2 separate regions of the Triticum aestivum genome follow, and region 2 is linked to region 1. Evidence: chromatin contacts called from public Hi-C data. All regions are on one chromosome and are shown on one strand. The core of a region is the stretch at or near the end of the contact, and the rest is flanking DNA. Distances in the headings are between cores, read along the strand shown. Region 1 holds the start of LOC123053949 (ATP-dependent Clp protease proteolytic subunit). Region 2 holds the start of LOC123049635 (large ribosomal RNA subunit accumulation protein YCED homolog 2, chloroplastic).

Region 1 (3,189 bases), core at 332-2,831:
CTGAAGAAGCATCAGGTTGGAGCATCACTCCCCCCTAACAAGTTTGCAATCCATTACCATCGGTCCAGAGGGTTTGAGAAATCAAACCATGCCACAAAACAACACAAAAGAAGATGTTGAAGTCTTTGCACCAATGCCCAGCTGATTGCTCTCCTTGAAGGACACACCAACTGCTAAGGCCCTTCCCAGTGCTCCACCGTGGACAGGTGCTAAGCATGCCACATAAGCAAAAAAATGACATGGCACAACATTTAAGGAGGGGAGAGAGTACTTTGGTGACCCCAGGAAAAACCAATGCCAGGCGCGAGAACCTAGGCGAAGTGCTTAAATGAAACAATTTGACCAATGCATGAAAGACTTTAGGTGCTAACTCATTAAATAAAGTGTGCTTAGCAACAACAAGTAAGCACCTATGCATTGGGGAGTTGAGTTGCTAAGGTATTTAATGCTCTTAGCACCTCATCTAAGCACCTTTGCATTGGAAGAGGTCTTAGATCTCAAGAGACCAACATATTCAGGAACACAAACTCTCGCAGGCCCTTCGCCGATGCCGGATTGAATATCATCGAGGTAAGTAGAGATCGAAGTGACCTTATTGACATGTCATCGCCGCCACTACCTCGCCGATGTCACTGGGGAACAAAATATAAGGAGAGAAAAAAATAAAACAGACGGACGAGTCCCCACTTTTCTTGCCACCTCTGAGGCTACCAGACAGGGAAGAGGAGGGAGGCCGATGCGGCAGCGTGGGGGAGAAACTTGGCGGCGGCCTCTAAGGTTGAGAGTGGTTGTGTGGATTATTTTTAGATCAACGAATAGGGTGTTTTTTTCTATAAGGAAAATGAATTTGCTAATTCTCATCCGAATTACTATAGTTACATCTAACACTTATACTATTTGATCAATTAAAAAAAAGAAAAAACCCACACATATCTTCACATAAAATCAAGTAGTGTAAGAGTTTGGGTCTGTCTAGGACACATTTACATCTAAGCTGATGTCCACTCTGTTTGTGGTCTATTTTTTTGTCCTAGTTTTTTTTGTTTCTTGTTGCTGCATTATATATCTGTGGGAGCTTAGATGTGACATCCTTAAAAAACATCTAGATGTGAATTAGACAAATTGTAAGAGTTTTTCCTAAAAAAGCAGTGTAAGATTTAGACGAGGCTTAGTTTTTTTAAGAATCATATGAGACTTGTTTTTTATTTTGAGGAAATGCCATCATGACTAGCTTTATTTCATCTCAAATAACGACAAATCATCCAAAATAAGGCTACGGATAATAAGAGACTTGGTAAATTCTCATGATGAGAGCTGTTTTTTGAGGGGGTCTCATGATGAGAGCTAGCCACAGTTTTTTAAGCATCGCCACATCCTGGCTTAAAAAAAATGAGACATCTCCTTTCGCCTTCGCAAGCTTTCTGGTAAGGGTCCATAAGAGTTCAGCCCGGCCCAAGTTGAACAGATAAGAAGGAACAACCTCACCCTTTCCCCCACACATCGCAACCCACCACTACCTACCTGTTGCTCCCCCATCCTCGCAGCCTTTGTAGCCTCACTCTCACCTACAAGCCACCCCCACCAATGGCGTCCCCACGAACCCACCCCCTCCCGACCCCACCATGCTTCCCCACGGCCCCACTCGTCTGACTCTAACCCCGACCTCACCTCTCCCCACCCCGCCGTCTCGGTCTCACCTCGCCGCGCCGGGACCCAATCCCAGACCCAATCCCCTAAACCCGGCCCCAAACCCTAGCGCCGCCGCCATGCTGCGCCGCCTCGCCTCCGCCGCCGCCCCGCGGGCCTTCTTCTCGCCCTCCCCGGCGGCAGGCCACGCCCCGCGCCGCGAGTACGGGCTGGTCCCCATGGTGATCGAGCACACCTCCCGCGGGGAGCGCGCCTACGACATCTTCTCGCGCCTCCTCAAGGAGCGCATCGTCTGCATCCACGGGCCCATCGCCGACGACACGGCCTCGCTCGTCGTCGCCCAGCTGCTCTTCCTCGAGTCCGAGAACCCCGCCAAGCCGATCCACCTCTACATCAACTCCCCCGGCGGGGTCGTCACCGCGGGCCTCGCGATCTACGACACCATGCAGTACATCCGCTCCCCGGTCACCACGCTCTGCATCGGCCAGGCCGCCTCCATGGGCTCGCTGCTGCTCGCCGCGGGCGCGCCCGGCGAGCGCCGCGCGCTGCCGAACGCCCGGGTTATGATCCACCAGCCGTCGGGCGGCGCCTCCGGGCAGGCCTCCGACATTGCGATCCAGGCCAAGGAGATCCTCAAGGTGCGCGACCGCCTCAACAAGATCTACGCCAAGCATACGGGCCAGGCCATCGACCGCATAGAGGAGTGTATGGAGAGGGACATGTTTATGGATCCGGTGGAGGCGCACGCCTGGGGGCTCATCGATGAGGTCATCGAGCACCGCCCTATTTCACTCGTTTCTGATGCCGTGAGCAGCGAGCCACCGAAGAACAGCGGAGGAGGGGAAAACAAGGGAACGGAGGAGCCGTCTCCAGCTTGATGGGTGGTTGCAAGGTGCAATCCTTTTTGCGTTCCTGTAGCTGTCTCGTTGGATTTCAACATTCAATGCTTAATTCTTACATAAGGTTACAACTTGTTATTCTGCGGCAGACGGTTTATCACTAGCTAAGCTGATGTTTTGCTACTTGCATTAATCTGCTGCTGATGATGGATGCAATCCTTGCTTGCTTACTTATAGCCATATCACAGTTGATGTTATGTTTGTCTGAAATCAGGGTAGCCCAACATAAAGGATAAACGCGGCATATTTACAACAGTAGGCACATTTTTCGTTGGCCTATTGGAGCAAGTTGGGAATGGTATAAAACAAATTTCTAATTACTGATTCTTGTATCCTGTGTTCGATAATTTTAGTTGCGCCTTGTTGATGTATGTGATTTCATTTAATGAGTTGATACCATAATTTTAGTTGTGCCTCCTTGATTATTTGATTTCATTCCAAGAGTCATCCATCAGTTGGAATTTCATACAATCAATGCTGTCCAGTTTGTCTTCCGTAAAGAAACAACTTTATTGTTTAATTCAATACTACTAGTAATATATCACTGATGACCACTATCTTTCAAGGGAATTAATCTGTAATAGTACCTTTACCTTTATATTACTATAATAGAAGAACATGGAGCCTATCACTGAAAACAAAC
Region 2 (3,189 bases), core at 408-2,907, 130 kb before region 1:
TGCTTTGTTATAGCGTAGTAGTCTCTATGAGTATACAGTTAATTATTATGGAGAGGAACAATCACTGGATAACCATGTCCATTGATTAACCATCCGGTCACATGAGCTTTTTGTTCGATATATCACACTGTAGCATTTTCATATCAGATAATCAGAGTGCCGTCGAGTTGAAACTGCATCGGCAACAGTAATTTAGCTGGGCGCCTTATCCAGAGTTCTCTTGAGATCAAGAAGTTTTGACCACGTTTGGCTGTAACGCTTCTTCTGGTTACCAGCACCTGCAAATTCACAAGATAAAACAGCGATCTACAGTAAAAGCAACAAATCCAATGTACTAGTTGTTGCAGCTCGTCTGAGCACTTACGTTTCCACACGACAGGAGACTTCTCACACGCCTCCGAACATGAACTCTGAATGACAATAATCAGTAAGAGGTCGTGTGTCGACAGTTCGACATGACATGCTGCAAGTGCATACCTTGGCTGACGCTGTTAGTCGTATCGTCTCTTGGATTGACGAGTCGATATCGATTTCTGTTCCTGGCTTCACATAGATGACCTGTTCTAAAAGAAATAGTCGTAATGGTTAGGGTAATTATATATAGCATCAAAGCTAGGTAAATGATATCACGTACTGACGGATCGCTGTCTCCGATTTCAGGCAAACCGCTCTGATCTTTCCTGGAGGAAGACAGCACCGTAATGTCGAACTGCTCATCAATCTGCAACGGGGTCCCAGGATCCAATGTTTTCAGTTAACTTGAACAGTTTCCAAATGTGCCATCTTTTCTTAGAACATGAAATTTTTTCCAGGTGATCCGCGGTGTGATATACCTTTGTGCAGTATGGGGCGGAGCAGGAATCACATATTTTGGTGAGCGATGTGACCACTCGCCCTTTGATCGACATTCCGAACTGGGTGTGCTGAAAGCAGACGAAGATCTCGCACCTATCAGTCAGCTGCTCACTTGCTCGGTGCAATATTTTTCAGATGGACGCCAGTTCCTCTTTCAGTTACCTGCTGGACCAGAAGGTGCACCAGGACGTCGGCGTCGCTGTGCCCGTCCTCGATCAGGTCGTCCAGCCTCAGCTGCCGGAGCGTCAGCTCGAAGTCGCTGCCCCACTGATCTCCTCCGCCGCGCGACGTCCCGACGGAGATCAGGCTCTGCCGCCCGGCGGCTCCCCTCCGGCGGCTCCTCCTGAGGCTCTGGATCGAAGCAGATGATGCGGTGAGCAGCTCATCGCCATTCAAATTCAAACCGCTGCCCGCGAGTTATCCTACCACTGGCTAGATCAGTAATTCACCTGTGTAACCTGGACCCTTTTGGGTGACTCAGCGGGGTAATCATCGGCATCCTCGGCTGGGAGCTGCGCGTGAACGGCAAGGCATCTGCATCTTCCGTGGCTCCTGCCGCTCGGGAGCTGTGCCGTGATCGGGTTCGGCAGCAGCCTCAAGGCGGGGCTGCACTTGCAGGCTCTCGCCATTGCTGTCGAGCTGAGAGCAGAGCTTCGGCCGGCTGTGCTAGCTGCATGCGTACCGTAGGAAATGGAGTCACGGGGACACGATTGCCTTATCCTCTTGCAACTCCCTGGCGTCCGTGATGTGTGGTGCTGGTGCATGGTGGGTTTACGTACGTGACCGGTGCTGACTGAGCCACGCCCCGCTCTCCGGACCAATAAGCGCCACGCCTGGCCGTGGATGAGCTTGACCCAGCTCGACGACAGGTTTGGGAAGAGGTTCAAAGCCCCCATGATTGCATGATGATATGGTCAATCTGGCTCGCGCGCGCGCTCTCTCTCTCTCTGCATCCACCAGGACATCTCTTTTTTTTTGGGGCCCGTCTCTGCTCCGGCTCCTGACCATTCACTTTTTTTCATGGGTACGCAAAGTGCGTACCTTAACTTTATAGACGAAAAAAAGTTATGTACAAGAAAATTTTATAGACGAAAAAGAGTTATGTACAAGAAATACAGACGACGGAATGCACTACCACACACGGCACGGCATGCACGTCCACCCCTCCACTCCACACGCTAGGCTACTACTCTATACCATGTTGAACTCCTCTCCCTCTCGCCGATGCCCATGGCCTAAGTTCCTGGTGGATGATATCGGCCGTTCCCCACTCGTTGGCGATGTTGCTGTTGCGAAAAACTCTGCCGTTTCTCTGCTTCCATATGTTCCAGCAGACTGAAATGCAGATTGTGTCGAATCCTCTCCGGTGTCTCTTGTCAATGCGCTTTCTAGCGGATACCCACCAATCACCTAGTGTATACTCTGTGGTTGGAATCAAAGCTTCATCCACGCCCAGCTCTCGGAAGCACAGAAACCACACTTGTCTCGCATATACACACTGTAGTAGTATGTGATCCACTTTGTCCTCTTCTTGGTCATATAGGAAGCATGCCGAGCTATGATCTTGCAGACCATGCCTCTGTCTGCGGTCCGAAGTCCACACTCTGTACTGGAGTGCGAGCCAAATGAAGAGCTTACAGGTCATCATGGCCCAACTGCGCCAGACAGCCGAGGCGCATTGAAATCTGACCCCTCCCTCACACATCATCTTGTACGCCGATTTTGCCGAGTACTTGCCAGTTACATCCCATTGCCAGATCGGGGTGTCCTCCGAACCAGGCGTGAGCTCAATGTCTACCAGCACCTCCCATAACCTGACGAACTGCGAAAGCTTCTCGGTATTCATCTCTCCCACGATATCTTGCGTCCACGCATGGAGATACAAGGCGTCCTTCACTTTCCTCCTATTCACCACCTGCTGCCGCACTTTGCCAACAAGTAGCGGAGCGATCTCCTTCACACAGGATCCACTGATCCAGCGATCTCTCCAGAACAAAGCCGTCGAACCTTCCCCTACTTCCCACTTGACCAGGCTGTCGAATGCCAACCTGACATGTTTGTCGGAACAGTAGTTGAGCCCCTGCCAAGGTCGCGAGCTGTCAGTGCGTTTCAACCACTCCCACCTAAATCTTAGGGCGATTCCATGTTTATATAGATCCACCACCCCTAGACCTCCCATCTGTTTAGGCCGGCAGACCCGGCGCCACGCCACTGCACATTGGCCTCCCTGAATTTCCTCCGAGCCTACCCAGAAGAAGGCACGGCATCCCTTATCCACTCTGTCCAATGCCCACTTCGGGGCATCCGCCACGGCTCCTGGCCATTCACGAACAA

Evidence for each region. Hi-C and Micro-C count contacts between places; a contact is called where the count stands out from the background.
Region 2: a Hi-C map of leaf shows a contact between it and region 1, with 3 times the contacts expected there. The contact joins the promoter of LOC123049635 here to the promoter of LOC123053949 in region 1. A contact is called at or near these places in 3 of 5 Hi-C or Micro-C datasets (all in leaf).

The regions. Positions count from the first base shown.
Region 1 is chr2D:478,940,018-478,943,206 of IWGSC CS RefSeq v2.1, reverse strand. It overlaps LOC123053949 (ATP-dependent Clp protease proteolytic subunit), which reads left to right and starts at 1,581. Exons shown (of 1, transcript XM_044477576.1): 1 at 1,581-2,675. The coding sequence starts at 1,623. The coding sequence ends at 2,525.
Region 2 is chr2D:479,070,505-479,073,693 of IWGSC CS RefSeq v2.1, reverse strand. LOC123049635 (large ribosomal RNA subunit accumulation protein YCED homolog 2, chloroplastic) reads right to left here and starts at 1,657. Exons shown (of 7, transcript XM_044472535.1): 1 at 1,305-1,657; 2 at 1,018-1,206; 3 at 834-923; 4 at 635-721; 5 at 478-558; 6 at 365-410; 7 at 1-278. The coding sequence starts at 1,619. The coding sequence ends at 193.